Regions from separate parts of the Sus scrofa genome. Here all the other regions are linked to region 2. Evidence: chromatin contacts called from public Hi-C and HiChIP or PLAC-seq data. All regions are on one chromosome and are shown on one strand. Each heading gives the region's core, a stretch centred on a gene start, on an enhancer-like site or on the middle of the called end of the contact. The rest is flanking DNA. Distances are from core to core; before and after follow the strand shown.

What was found. A called contact is a pair of places that touch in the nucleus more often than the background predicts. HiChIP or PLAC-seq counts read pairs in DNA pulled down with a chosen protein or histone mark.
Region 1: an H3K27ac HiChIP or PLAC-seq map of alveolar macrophages shows a contact between it and region 2. The contact joins two enhancer-like sites. A contact is called at or near these places in 5 of 47 Hi-C or Micro-C datasets (embryonic fibroblasts, heart right ventricle, omental adipose tissue and 1 more) and 2 of 2 datasets of contacts at active chromatin or transcription factors (alveolar macrophages and skeletal muscle).
Region 3: a contact with region 2 is called in a Hi-C map of retroperitoneal adipose tissue, with 2.0 times the contacts expected there. The contact joins two enhancer-like sites. A contact is called at or near these places in 1 of 5 promoter capture datasets (liver), 23 of 47 Hi-C or Micro-C datasets (adipose tissue, alveolar macrophages, blood and 15 more) and 2 of 2 datasets of contacts at active chromatin or transcription factors (alveolar macrophages and skeletal muscle).
Region 4: an H3K27ac HiChIP or PLAC-seq map of alveolar macrophages shows a contact between it and region 2. The contact joins two enhancer-like sites. A contact is called at or near these places in 2 of 47 Hi-C or Micro-C datasets (embryonic fibroblasts and skeletal muscle) and 1 of 2 datasets of contacts at active chromatin or transcription factors (alveolar macrophages).
Region 5: a contact with region 2 is called in an H3K27ac HiChIP or PLAC-seq map of skeletal muscle, with 5 times the contacts expected there. The contact joins two enhancer-like sites. A contact is called at or near these places in 6 of 47 Hi-C or Micro-C datasets (embryonic fibroblasts, heart right ventricle, liver and 2 more) and 1 of 2 datasets of contacts at active chromatin or transcription factors (skeletal muscle).

Annotation. Positions count from the first base shown.
Region 1 is chr2:76,308,606-76,311,305 of Sscrofa11.1, forward strand. No RefSeq gene overlaps it. Among named protein-coding and RNA genes, the nearest start is that of OAZ1, 13 kb to the left of the region's middle. Within about 2 kb of position 1,281, at least 15 of the 83 cell types and tissues checked have an H3K27ac peak or open chromatin away from gene starts, as enhancers often do. A contact at or near this core is called in alveolar macrophages, where this site is marked.
Region 2 is chr2:75,984,538-75,987,237 of Sscrofa11.1, forward strand. The region is part of intron 2 of GNG7 (guanine nucleotide-binding protein G(I)/G(S)/G(O) subunit gamma-7); the gene reads left to right. Among named protein-coding and RNA genes, the nearest start is that of GNG7, 56 kb to the left of the region's middle. Within about 2 kb of position 1,279, at least 29 of the 83 cell types and tissues checked have an H3K27ac peak or open chromatin away from gene starts, as enhancers often do. A contact at or near this core is called in adipose tissue, alveolar macrophages, liver and 3 more, where this site is marked.
Region 3 is chr2:75,683,722-75,686,421 of Sscrofa11.1, forward strand. No RefSeq gene overlaps it. Among named protein-coding and RNA genes, the nearest start is that of TLE6, 130 kb to the left of the region's middle. Within about 2 kb of position 1,255, at least 39 of the 83 cell types and tissues checked have an H3K27ac peak or open chromatin away from gene starts, as enhancers often do. A contact at or near this core is called in adipose tissue, omental adipose tissue and retroperitoneal adipose tissue, where this site is marked.
Region 4 is chr2:76,325,815-76,328,514 of Sscrofa11.1, forward strand. No RefSeq gene overlaps it. Among named protein-coding and RNA genes, the nearest start is that of DOT1L, 12 kb to the right of the region's middle. Within about 2 kb of position 1,432, at least 7 of the 83 cell types and tissues checked have an H3K27ac peak or open chromatin away from gene starts, as enhancers often do. A contact at or near this core is called in alveolar macrophages, where this site is marked.
Region 5 is chr2:76,387,958-76,390,657 of Sscrofa11.1, forward strand. DOT1L (histone-lysine N-methyltransferase, H3 lysine-79 specific) reads left to right here. Exons shown (of 29, transcript XM_021084186.1): 19 at 283-408; 20 at 1,406-1,890; 21 at 2,049-2,184; 22 at 2,551-2,697. Among named protein-coding and RNA genes, the nearest start is that of SF3A2, 16 kb to the right of the region's middle. Within about 2 kb of position 1,409, at least 5 of the 83 cell types and tissues checked have an H3K27ac peak or open chromatin away from gene starts, as enhancers often do. A contact at or near this core is called in liver and skeletal muscle, where this site is marked.

The sequences.
Region 1 (2,700 bases), core at 31-2,530, 320 kb after region 2:
GCTCGGAGGCAGACAAAAGAAAAAATTTTTTTAATTGGAATATAGTTGGCTTTACAGTGTTGTTAGTTTCAGGAGTACAGTAAAGCTATTCAGTTATACATATACATATATTCATTCTTTTTCAGATTCTTTTCCCATATAGGTTATTATAGAACCTTGAGTAGAAAAGAAAACACGCTTTTTTTTTTTTTTGGCTTTATCATGATGATTGTTGTGTAGTCATCACTATTTCCAGAATTTTGTCCTATCACAAACAGAATTGCCTTTCCATTAAACAATAACTGTTTGTTGACCCTCCCATTGGCAGCCCTTAACAACCAGGAACCCACCTCTGTCTGTGGATGTGCATCTGTTCTGGACTTTTCCCATCCATGGAGTCCCACACTGTGTGTCCTTCTGTGTCTGCTTCTCTCACTGAGCCTCGTGGTCGCCAGGTCCATCCACGTGGTAGGAGTGTTGGTGCTTCTCCTTTGCAGGATGAGTGATGCTCCCACATGCGGACAGTCACGTGTGTTAATCCCTTCAGAGGATATTTGGGTTGTTTGCACCCTTTGGCTTTTGTGAGTCACGCTGCTTTGTATGTGTGTGTACAAATATCTATTCTTTTTGTTTGTTTGTTTGTTTGTTTGTTTGGTCTTTTTAGGGCTGCACCCGTAGCATATGGAGGTTCCCAGGCTAGGGGTCTAATCGGAGCTGTTACCACCAGCCTACGCCAGAGCCACAGCAACGAGGGATCCGAACCACATCTGCGACCTACACCACAGCTCATGGCCACGCCGGATCCTTAACCCACTGAGCGAGGCCAGGAATCAAACCCAAAACCTCACGGTTTCTAGTCAGATTTGCTTCTGCTGCGCCACGATGGGAACTCTGACAAATATCTATTCTTGTACCCACTTTCATCTCCTTTGGATGCATTCATAGGAGTTCTGTCATGTGGTGATTCCATGTTTAGCTTTTTGAGCAACTGCCAAACCATAATACACCCTTAAGAGAAAAAAAATGCAGGTTACAAAACAAGATGTTCAGACGTTCACTAATGATTCCAGTCCTGTAAAAATAAATATGTAAATACTATTGAAATACAAGGTTACAAAAACATCCAAGCAAAGAACCCTCAAATATTAAACAGCATCTGTTTTTGGATGGGAGCTGGTGGGTGTTTTGAAAACTGTCCTCTTTGAGCTTGTCTACATTTCTAAATGTGCCTGTTTCTCCTGCGTCACAGGGAAGGGCGGGAGAGTTGTTTTTGAGTGCGGCTGGGAGAGAGCAGGAAGCTGCCATTTGTTTGTCAGGCCTCCTGGTGCCTCCAGGGGGGACTTGTGTGTTCAGGGTTTTTACTGGTGATAAGTCACCGAAAAAATCCACTTCCCTCTTCTCCTCTGGGGTCCCAAAGTGGCCTACAATTTCTAGCTGCAAACACGTGGTTGCAGGTCTTAGAATGTCCCTTTGAAGGTTGAGCCCCTTCTGAGCTGTGTCTCTCGGTACCACCACATGGGGCGGGATGAAGATTCAGGGTGTATGTGTTTCCTGCAGCTGCTGTAACAGGTGACTGCAAACTAGGGGGCTTAAATCAACAGGAATTCCTTCTCACACGTTCTGAGGCCAGAGTCTGAATCTTGAAATTGCAGGGTGGGAGTCCCCTGGTAGCTCAGAAGGTTAAGGACCCAGTGTTATCACTGCTGTGGCTCAGGTCACTGCTGTGAGGCTCAATTCCTGGCCCTAGAGCTTCCGCATGTTGCCACTTGGTCAAGGAAGAAAGAAGGAAGGAAGGAAGGAAGGAAGGAAGGAAGGAAGGAAGGAAGGAAGGAAAAGAGAAATTGCCACAGCAGTGACAAGGCTGGATCCTTAAGCTGCTGTACAAGGAAACTCCAATACTGTGACTTTTAGCTCAGCCAGTTCAGGATAGCTTCTTTGTCAGCTGAGGTTTGTACAGGCACCTCCTGTAGAAGGGGGTTAAATTATTTTCGGTCACTTTGTACACCATTTTGGTAATGACCAATGTATATTTTAGTAATTACCAGGTGAAGTGTTATTTTAAGATTCTAAATAAGCTCACAAGGGCTATTCGTTCAACATTACTAAATCAAATCCATCCAGAGTTACCTGGTGGCTCAGCGGGTTAAGGATCCAGCTTTGTCACTGCCATATCATGGGTTCGATCCCCGGCCTGGGAACTTCTGCGTGCTGTGGGCACAGCCAAGAAAAAAATGTAATCGGAGTTGCCATCATGGCTCAATGGTTAAGGAATCCAACTAGGAACCATGAGGTTGCGGGTTCAATCCCTGGCCTTGCTCAGTGGGTTAAGGATCTGGCATTGCCGTGAGCTGTGGTGTAGGTCACAGAAGCAGCTTGGATCCCGAGTTGCTGTGGCTCTGGCATAGGCCGGCAGCTACAGCTCCGATTAGACCCCTAGCCTGAGAACCTCCATATGCCGTGGGAGCAGCCCAAGAAAAGGCAAAAAGACAAAAAAAAAAAAAAATGTAATCCATCGATATGTAACCCTTGTGGGTTGTCTTTATATATTTCAATACTACTAACCATATACTTTTTATGGGTGAATAGTAAAGTATGTAAATTATATCTCATAAAGCTGGTATAAAAAAAAGAAAGCAGGGGGAGTTCCTGTCATGGCTCAGTGGTTAACGAGCCCAACTAGTATTCATGAGGGCACAGGTTCAATCCCTGGCTTTGCTCAGC
Region 2 (2,700 bases), core at 29-2,528:
AGGGACTTGGCGGGTGTCACGAAGACCCTTAATCAGTTGACCTTAGAGTTCATCACAAGGGGGGCCATCTGGGTGGGATGGGCCCTTCCAAGAGATCAGAAGCGTGTCTAGAGGCGTCAGATCCATAGACACAGGAAGTGGATGGTGGGGCAGGGGCTGGGGGAGGGGCTGGCAAGTCAGTGTTTCATGGGGACAGAGTTTCCATTCGGGAAGATGAGAAAGTCCTGGAGATGATGGTGGGGATGGTCACATGACATTGTGAATGTGCCTAATGCCACTGAGCTGTGCACTTAGAAATATTTAAGATGGCAAGATGCCTTTTATCACAATAAAGAGAGTGAGAGGGGAGTTCCCATGGTGGCTCAGCAGAAATGAATCTGACTGGCATCCATGAGGACGCAGGTTCGATCCCTGGCCTCGCTCTGTGGGTTAAGGATCTGGCGTTGCTGTGAGCTATGGTGTAGGCCAGCAGCTACAGCTCCAATTCGACCCCTAGCCTGGAAGCCTCCATGTGTCGTGAGTGCAGACCTAAAAAGATTAAAAAGAGAGAGAGAGAGCGAGAGGGAGAAAGACCAGAGTAGTGGCAGACACTCTCCTACTGGCCTTGAAGAAAGCAAACAGCCACATCATGAGCTGGATGAGGCCATGCAGCCTCGGAGCTGAGAGCTACTCTCACCCAACAACCAGCAGGAAAAGTCCTACCACTGCGGGGAGGTGGATTCTGCCAACCACACAGATGAGCTTGGGAGGCGACCCTGAGTTCCCAGCGGAGAACTCAACCTAGCCAGTCCCTCGATTTCAGGCTTTTGAGACCCCGATTTGAGGACCCAGTTAAGCCACACCCTCTTTCCTAACACAGAAACCAGGAGATGATCAAGGATGTTGTTTTTGACCCTACGTTTGTGGCATCTTGTCACACACCAGTAGCTGACTGACACACCTACCCGGTTGCCTTCAGGTGTGCTCGTTCTGAAACTCACCTCAACCCTGCCAATTAGAGATCACCAGCTCCGTCTCACAGAGAAACTAGGAGCTGAGAGAGGCTGAGGAACTGGCCCAGGGCCACGCGGTAACTGTTCTGTGACATTCTAATTAGCTGCATCTGTTACCCAGGCTGGACCGTAAGCTCCTTCAGGTCAAGGATCTTGCCCAACCGCCGGCCGGATGTTTAGCAAGTGAGCAAAAGAAGGAAGGAATGAGCTGGGGAGGAATCCTCACCTGACCTCCCCAGCGGAGAGGCGAGCCTGTGAGCAGGACTCATGACACATAGGGGCCTGCAGGGAGCGCACTCACCACGCCCCGAAAGCAGTGATGATCACACTGGGCTCCCTCGCTGAGTCAGCGGCCAGGGCCGAGGTCAGCTCGTGAGTCCCCTGGAATGGGACATGCTGTCCCTGGCTCCCTGACTAACGTCCCAGCTGATTCGAGAGCTCTGCCTGATGACAGGCGAGCTTGGAGCCAGGGCCCCTGGGTGCTGGGCTCACAAAGCCAAGCGGCTGGAAGGCAGGGAGAGCTGGGCTGCGAGCTGTGGGTGTCCTTGACCAGGGAGCCAGGGCTGCCAGTGAGGACAGGCATGCGGAGAAGGTGGGAAGAGAGGCAGCTGGGGACTGGGGATGGGGCCACACCCACACGGGCCCCTTGGTGAACCGTCAACCAAGTCTCCCTTGTCCCCATGCTGAGGGGCAGGGCCGGCTGGCCCCCTCGGCACTGATGGCCGGGTAGGAGGGAGCAGTCATTTTCTGGACGGGGCCAGGCACCGTGGGGGGTGGAGCAGCATCCCTGCTCCCACCCATTCAATGCCAGGAGCCTCCCACTAATGACAACCACAGGTGTCCCCAACTGCTCGGGGGTGGGGGGGTGGGAGAGGAGTAGAATCACTCCAGCTGAGACCCTGGTTGAGTGAGCTGATAGTGACAGCACTGCCTGAGAGCAACAGCAGGTGCTCCCCCAAGGCTTCAGGGAGGCCTTCTTGGAGGAAGTGACGTCTGAGTTGAGGTTGGTGGTGCCATGGAGCTGACTGGGGTGGGAGGGTGTGTGCTTGGGAGCAGAAGCTGCTTCCAGGACAGTGGGCAAGGGTGCAAGGTGAAGCAGAGGGAGCAAGGAGGCCTTGGGCAGAGACTATCTTATCCTGAGGGCAGTAGGGAGCCATAGAGGGTTCCATCCCACCCATGGCAGCAATCAGTTGATTTCCTGGTTTTCTGCATTAGGAAACTGAGCCACAGAGAAGGTGAGGTGCCCCAATCACCCCCAGCAGTGATGGGGAAAGGCCCAGCAGGCTTCAGGGCTGTTTCCACAATGTTTGAGGGTGGGGTGGCCACTGGCGCCAGGCCTGCGGGAAGCAGCACCACCTCAGCACCTCCCACTCTGAGACCCCCTTCAGGCAGGCATCTGCTCCCACCCTCTTTCCCTTCAGTAAATTGGGGTGATGACTGCCCTGCTGCCCAAGGCTGCTGCAAGAGGAGGTGAGGTTATCAGTTCTGCCGTCCGTGTCCCCAGGAGGCACAGTGAGGGTTCTGGATGGACAGGAAGCATGTCACATCACCCTGTTGTCTTTGAAATTCTCCTGCCTGAGCCCCTGACCCTCCCCTCTGGTCTCTGCCTTCCTTCTTCCTGAAGGTGTCAGGGGTCGTCCAGCCTCCCTGGTATCCATGGAAACCTGGGCCTGAGTGAGGGACCCCAAGCCCTTCAGCAGGTTGGTGG
Region 3 (2,700 bases), core at 5-2,504, 300 kb before region 2:
ATGACAAAGATGATCAGAGGCTGGGCCAGTATCCAGACAAGAAGGTCCTGAAGCATCCAGTTATGCCAGAAAGTCAGGCAATGTTCACAAAATGATGAGGAGCTTGGAGTTCCCGCTGTGGCTCAGCAGGTTACAAACCAGACTAGTATCCATGAAGATGCAGGTTTTGATCCCTGGCCTCTCTCAGTGGGTTAAGGATACCCTGTTGCTACCAGCTGGTGGTACATAGGTCGCAGACGTGGCTCTGATCTGGCGCTGCTGTGGCTGTGGCACAGGCCGGCAGCTTGAACTCTGACTGGACCACTAGCTTGGAAATTTCCATATGCCACACATGCAGCCCTAAAAACAAACAAACAAAAAAGATGGGGACTTGTTAAAAGAGCACAGGAGCCAGTCTACAGGGACTCCTTCCAGAAAATCTCAGAAAGTGGGACGGGAAAACCTGTTTGTAAGAAGACAACGTTCCTCTCCCACTTGGAGTCTGATTCTCTTGGATGCTAAGAATCTGTCCCCATTTCCACAATGAGCTAGGGCGCCATCCAGTGGCCACAGTAGGATATCACGAAGCATTTACACAGGTGTTTCTGGACACAACAATCCACATGAATTTTTGTTTTCCAAGAAAAAGGATTCAGTTTCACGTTGCCCTGGTTGACCCCTTTGCACGTGGCTCAGCTTTGCTCTGCGCCCAGGGAAACCAGCCTCCATCCACATCTCACTCATATCCACCCTTCCCCCAAATCCTAAAGTGAGGCCGCCGCGGGTCCTAAGGTGTAGGGGGTCAGATGGTCCTGCGCCGCCAAACAAGACCCCTGAGGCTCAGTTCCATTCGTCCTAGACTGGACTTTGGAAGTAACCCTTTAAATAACCCCGACCCCTGCCCTTTGAACTGTACCCCGCCCTCTGACCCACTCCTGGCGCGGCTTGCTCCTCGCCCAGCCTTGGCCGCCAAGCAGTCGCAAGGCCTGACCCTGCTGTGGACACCAAAAGGAGTAGCGTGTAGTCCCATGAAAGCAGCCAACTCTGCAGTAGCGTTCTTGATCGCACTTCCGCTTCCGGCCCCGGGGCAGCTGGGAGCAATAAAAAGGGGGCAGACCTACGTTTGGTGTTGGTGGAAGCTCGAGGATAGGCAGGTCAGCTTCTCCAATCATAGAGCAGATAAATACTATTTCCCCGGTCATTGGGACGTTATTGGTTCTAGTGTGGTGCCCTGCCCCCTTAGGCTTTCCGGAAGCGGGAATGTGCTTGTGGGCGTGGTCAATGAGGGCCCGCCCACATCCCCACACGGGCGTGTCTAGGGTAGAAAGCACACCCAGAGGTGTGGCTGAGGGCGTGGCCTCCTGGGCAACCCCTGAGCACCCGGGTGTCTAATAAGCAATGTTTGTTACATAAGCAATAAATGCTCATTTCTCTGAAAACTTTTCTTTATTTACACCCCTATAAAAAGACATTCCTATTATTGGAATGTTGCTTCTTGGAACACACCTTATTTTTCCAGAAATGTGTCATATTTTATTCATTTGTTTACGTACTGCTTTTCTAATAACTGCGTCGTGCTATCCCATAGTAGCCACTGGATGGCGCCCTAGCTCACGTTTTCGCTTTGGTGCCTATTTTGTTTTTTGTATTGGATATTCCTGAAGGAAAAATGCATGTGGAATCCTGAAAAAAAAATGCTAATTAAGCATAGCTATATTCCAAACTCTATTTTCTGGACAAGGGAAGACAACAGTAAATTAACACAAAAATCCTTGCCCTCATCCTTAGATTCCGATGGGGAGGGACAAAAAAAAAAAAATTAACCATGTTAATAAAGAGTAAATGTATTAAATATTATATCTCAAATGTGGACAGGTGAGCACTATGAGCATCTGTCCCTCCTGCTGCCTCCCCCAGACCCTGTACAAATGTTTGGTTCCCATCACACTCAGGGAAGCCTCTATGTTGCCTAATTGCCCCCTTGCCCCTTTCTGGGGACACAACCCCAGTCCTCTTCCAAGTCCTAGGCAGGATACTCCTGGAAGTGGAGGGTGCCGGGGTGATTGAGGTGAAGCTGGGGCAACTCTGGGCTGCAAGCTGTCATCTCTGGCAGTTGGAGAATTTCACATATACATTGGAAGATGGCCAGGATGTGGTGTGTCTGGTTGACTATGCATTCAATTAACAGGCTCAAAAATTAGGGAAAATCAAAAATTCTTACAGGTCTCCCTTTTAAGGACATGACTGTTCAGACACAATAAGTTTTTATAATAGCTAAAGCTCTAAAACATCTAGAAGAACACTGGAGAAAAATCTTTGTGATCTTGGGATAGGCAAAGATTTCTCAGGATAGAAAATGTGGAAAAGATACACAAAGAAATGACCTAGTTTGTCCTTAAAATTTTGAATATTTGAATATTTTGCACTGTGAGAAAACAAGCAGGCAAGCCACAACAAGGAGAAAATATTTGTGTAACAGATTCTGACAAAGTCATTGTATCCACAATGCACAAAGAAGGCTTTCAATGGAGGAAAATCATCGTCACAAGAGGGCCCCATTTCACCAGCAAAACCTCCTAGTTGGCTGTTTGGACCTAGTTGCTGAAGTATTTCAGGGTAAACAAACTTGGGTCACCTGTGTGCAGTAAAGCCCATTTACTCACGCCGAGTTGTGGGGAAGGAAAGTGCAACGTTTCCTGCAGGCATCTAGCAAAGAGTGCA
Region 4 (2,700 bases), core at 182-2,681, 340 kb after region 2:
GGCAATGCCAGATCCTTAACCCACTGCGCGAGTCCAGGGATGGAACCTGTGTCCTCATGGATACTAGTCACATTTGTTTCCTCTGAGCCATGGGGAATTCCAACCCACAGTTTTTAATTAGAATAACTCACCTGTATCTGGACTTATTGAGGCTCAGGTTCTTTGTGTCTCAGCACAGAAGGAATTCAGAAAGAGAAAAAGTGACAGGCAAGAAATAGGTTTATTAAGATAGGATGCTTGAGGAGTTCCTATCGCGGCTCAGCAGAAATGAACCTGACTAGTATCCATGAGGAGGCGGGTTTGATCCCTGGTCCAGCTCAGTGGGTTAAGGATCTGGCATTTCCGAGAGCTCTGGCATAGGTTGCAAACGAAACTTGGACCTAGCGTTGTTGTGGCTGTGGCATAGGCCAGCAGCTGTAGCTCTGGTTTGACCCCTAGCCTGGGAACTTCCATATGCAGAACTGGTGGCCCTTTAAAAAAAAAAAAAAAAAAAACATAGGATGCTTGTGAGGGATACTGGTGGGCAGGCGAGAAAGCTCTTCCCCAAGGATCAGGTGGGCTACATTTTAATAACCCAAGGAAAGTGGAGAGGTGTGTGGGAAGTTGCCTCCTTCATTCTTTGAATAGACATCAGGTTTACATCACTAGCTCCTCATTCGTATCAGATAAGAGATTACTTGACCCTATGAGGTCAAATTAGGGCTGTCATGGTGCTCTTATTTATGGTTTTATAGTTAAGTGAGCCTGCTTCATTCCACAGCATTGCAATAGCTTTCTTGAGCGATTATAAACTTACAGTGGTCTCTCAAAGTTCCCTAGGTTTCCCTCTCTATTTACGGTCCCCTACTGGGATTTCTCCAACTATCTGTGTAACTATCCTACTCTATCCCTATCAGTTTTGGGAAAGATCCAAGTTCTTGGGCTGCCCTAGAATTCAAGGATGACCCCCATCTTGAGAGCAAGTAAGGGCCTAGAAATAAGGAGGCCTCGGATATAGTTAGCAAGATGAAGCAGGAGCTAGAACCTCAGAGACCCATACCTCTGGCCAAGAGACAAGGTGGGGAGGCATTTCAGGACCACGGAGAGCGCTGAGCTGCCCAGAAAGACACAGGAGGCCAGATCCTGGTGAGGTGGGGAGAACGCAGCAGCCCAGACTAAGGGGTAGAGGAAGTGCAACTTCAGACCCCAGGGGCTTTATGTGGGGTGTGGAGGGCTCTAAAATAACTTCCCTTAAGAGTTCCCTGGTGGCCTAACGGTGAAGAATCCGGCATTGTCACTGCTGTGGCGGAGATTTCCATCTCTGGGCCAGGAACTTCTGCTACGAGGGTGTGGCAAAACAAAACAAAACAAAACTCCACCTCCTGTATTTCATGAGAGACCCAGTTTCCTCTTTTCCTAACCCCACATTCAGCCTTCCTCCTACCCACAAGTGTTTGGGGCCCTGCCCATCACAGCCCTGGTGAATAGCTTGGACTTTGACCAACCCAGTGCAACCACTGACAATCCCTTGTGACTCAAGTGAGTCACCAAACCCAGAAAGTCTCCATTTTCTAATCTGCAAAATGGGATGTTTATAAAGTATGGAAGGCAGGTGTATGTCCCTCCTCCACATCCCAGTCCTCGAAATCTGTGGACGTGTTAGCCTAAAAGGGAATTCAGGTTATAGATGGAATTGCAGTTGTGATTTAGCTAACCTAATTGGGAGACCAATTGGGGATTTTACCCTAAACGAGGAGTTTATACTGGATTATCCCTTTGGTAGACTCAAGGGAATCACAAGGCTATTTATTTATTTATTTATTTATTTATTTTTTTTGTCTTTTGTCTTTTTGTTGTTGTTGTTGCTATCTCTCGGGCCGCTTCCGCGGCATATGGAGGTTCCCAGACTAGGGGTTGAATCGGAGCTGTAGCCACTGGCCTACGCCAGAGCCACTGCAACGCGGGATCCGAGCCGAGTCTGCAACCTACACCACAGCTCACGGCAACGCCGGATCGTTAACCCACTAAGCAAGGGCAGGAACCGAACCCGCGACCTCATGGTTCCTAGTCGGATTCGTTAACCACTGTGCCACGACGGGAACTCCTATTTATTTATTTATTTGGCTGTACCTGCAGCACGCAGAAGTTCCCAGGCCCGGGATGGAACACCAGCCACAGCAGTGACTTGAGCTACAGCAGTGACAACACCGGATCCTTAACTGCTAGGCCACCAGGGAACTCCTCACGAGGCTTTAGAAGTGAGGAGTTTAGAAGGGGAGTTCCCATTGCAGCACAGAGGAAACTAATCCGACAAGAAACCATGAGGTTGCAGGTTCAATCCCTGGCCTCGCCCAGTGGGTTAAGGATCTGGCATTGCCGTGAGCTGTGGTATAGGTCGAAGACACGGCTCAGATCTGGCATTGCTGTGGCTCTGACGTAAGCCAACTGCTGTAGCTCTGATTCAGCCCCTAGCCTGGGAACCTCCACCTGCTGTGGGTGTGGCCCTAAAAAGACAAAAATAAATAAATAAATAAATAAATAAATAAATAAAAATGAGGAAAGGTCAGAGAGATGGCAGCATGCCAAGGATTCAGCCCAGTGCTGCTGGCCTTGAAGGTGCAGAAAATGGCCACAGGCCAAGGAATGTAGGCAACCCCCAGAAGCTGAAAAGGGGAAGGGAATGGCTCCTTCCTAACCCTTTAGAAAGGAATTCAGCCCTGC
Region 5 (2,700 bases), core at 159-2,658, 400 kb after region 2:
TGGTGCCCTTCCCTTGCTCCCTGCTGGGGAACTGTCTGCCCTGGGCTGCCCCTCAGCCCGGCCTTCCAGAGCAGGCCCTATGCTTCAAGCACACAGGCCCTCAGGGACACCTGCCCAGATGCCCGCCCACCTCCCCCCAGAGCCCAATGAGCAGGAAGCAGACCTCTCTGCCGGGAAGGCAGGCAGTCAGTGCAGGCTCCTCCCATCTCCCTACGGCTGCACAGCCTTGGGGTGGGGGCCGGTCTGGCTGGGGCTCATGGCCGTGATGCCCTGTCCCCGCAGCTCAAGGCTCGCTGCGAGGAACTGAAGTTGGACTGGTCCACACTGTCCCTAGAGAACCTGCTGAAAGAGAAGCAGGCCCTGAAGAGCCAGATCTCGGAGAAGCAGAGGCACTGCCTGGAGTTGCAGGTAGGAGGCTTGTCAAGGGGTCTCTGGGCTCCAGCTGCCCTGGGGAACGCTGGCGCCCTGGAGCCGCCTCCTCCTGGACTTCTGTCCTCATCAGCTCCTGGGTGGGCAGTCAGGGCACCTAGATGGGAGGCCTGTGCTTGTGTCTCAGGTTAGTGAGGAGAAGTGCGGGAGGGACAAAGCACACTGTGTAGGTTCCCTTCATCCTGCTGCCTCAGCGCCTGCGTAACTTGACCAGAGAGCACAGCAAGACACGGCCTTGGCTCTGGTTCTCGGGAGCCCGTGTGCGGGCCGAGGCCTTGTGTCTTGTTCCGTGTCTCCCCACTGAGCTCTGACGGTTCACGTGAGCTCTCCCTGTCGCTGGACCCTCAGGGTTCTTTCAGAGGATTTATCACTGCGAGATTGTACCATGGTGAATTTCTGTGCCCCGGAGCCTCCTCATGGGGACATTTCCTTAGACTGCCCTCCCGAAGCAGGTGTGGGAGCAGGGGGAGGTCCTGTCACGGTTCCTGCCCAGCTGCTTCCTGAGGGTCCCAGCCCTGTGTGTCGCAGGAGAGCTTTGCTGCCCTTTCCCCACAGTAGGTCCTCTCTCGGGCTGTGCCCACGGGAGCAATCTCCTTGTGTATAATCAAGAGGAGCCAGTTTGTTGTAGGGAAAAGCTAAAGAGGAGTTCCTCTCTGGTGCGTTGTCACTACAGCAGATTGGGTTGGGTTGCTGCTGTGGTGCAGGTTCAGTCCCTAGCCCGGGAATTTCCACATGCCACAGGTGTTGCCAAAAACAAAAAAACACCTCCTGCCACATAGCGTCCCGATCTCTCCTACTCACAGCCGCCAGCCACCATAGCAGACACTGTGCCCGGTGCTTCGCTTTCTCACACCCACCTGGACACTCAGCGCATTAGAACACACTGCTGGGCTTCGTCAGGCGCCAGCCTGCTCCAGCCTCTCGCTGTCCCAGGGCTGTCCCTGCCGGCCTCCCTGACATGTGTGCCTCTTCACAGATCAGCATCGTGGAGCTGGAGAAGAGCCAGCGGCAGCAGGAGCTCCTGCAGCTCAAGTCCTGTGTGCCACCCGATGACACCCTGTCTGCGCACCTGCGGGGGAGGGGTGGCCTGGCCCGGGAGCCAGAGGCTGAGCCTGGCCGGCTGCGCCTGGAGCTGGACTGTGCCAAGTTCTCCCTGCCCCACTTCAGCAGCACAAGCCCGGAACTCTCCATGAATGGCCATGCGGCCAGCTACGAGCTCTGCAGCGCGCTCAGCCGACCCTCGCCCAAGCAGAACACTCCCCAGTACCTGACCTCCCCCCTGGACCAGGAGGTCGTGCCCTGCACCCCCAGCCATGGCGGCCGGCCAAGGCTCGAGAAGTTGTCTGGCCTGGCCCTGCCTGACTACACTAGGCTCTCCCCTGCCAAGCTGGTGCTGAGGCGTCACCTGAGCCAGGATCACGTGGCTGGCAACAAGGCAGCCACCAGCGATCTGCACCCACGGTGAGTTTGGCCCAGCTGGACTGGTGCCCTTGGGCCCTGTGGGGGTCTTTTGAGAGGGACGAGATTCAGAGATTTGTTGGGCCTGGGCCACCATCTCTGAATGCAAAGCCATGGCTGTGGGGCTCCCCAGAAAATGAGCAAAGACGGTCTTGTTGCAGAGTGGAGCCCACCAAGGAGAATGGCCTCCCATACCACAGCCCCGGCATCACCAACGGCATCAAGCTGAGCCCCCAAGATCCTCGGCCCTCGTCCCCCACAGGCTTACAGATGACGGGAGAGAAGGGCAGCGAGAAGGTAAGGCCTCTCTTCTCCCACACAGCACCCTGCAGGGCCAGGCTGGGCTGGTGGAGACGTCATTGGGCTAGAGGCCAGGCCTGGCCAGCAGAGAGCCAGTGGATGAGGGCAGGTGTGGTGACCATGGAACGAGGCTAGGGGAGCAGACGGGAGAGGGCGAGTATGGGTGTATGGGGAAGGTAAAGGCCTGAGGGCCCAATGAGTGGATGGACATTGGGGTGACCAGTGGGGCCCTGGAAGGGCAGGAGCGGGAGCAATGCCAAGGGCCCTAGCCCTGTGGTTGGAGGGCTTCCGTGTTCCTTGGGGGGTGCTGGTGGCCTGGGCTTCCTGGGCCCAGAAGCAGGCGGTCTGGCGGTGTGTCCGCAGGGTGTGAGGGAGCGCGCCTACGCCAGCAGTGGGGAGGCCATCACCAGCCTGCCTGTCAGCATCCCGCTCAGCACCGTGCAGCCCAGCAAGCTGCCTGTCAGCATCCCTCTGGCCAGCGTGGTGCTGCCCAGCCGCGCTGAAAAAGTGGTG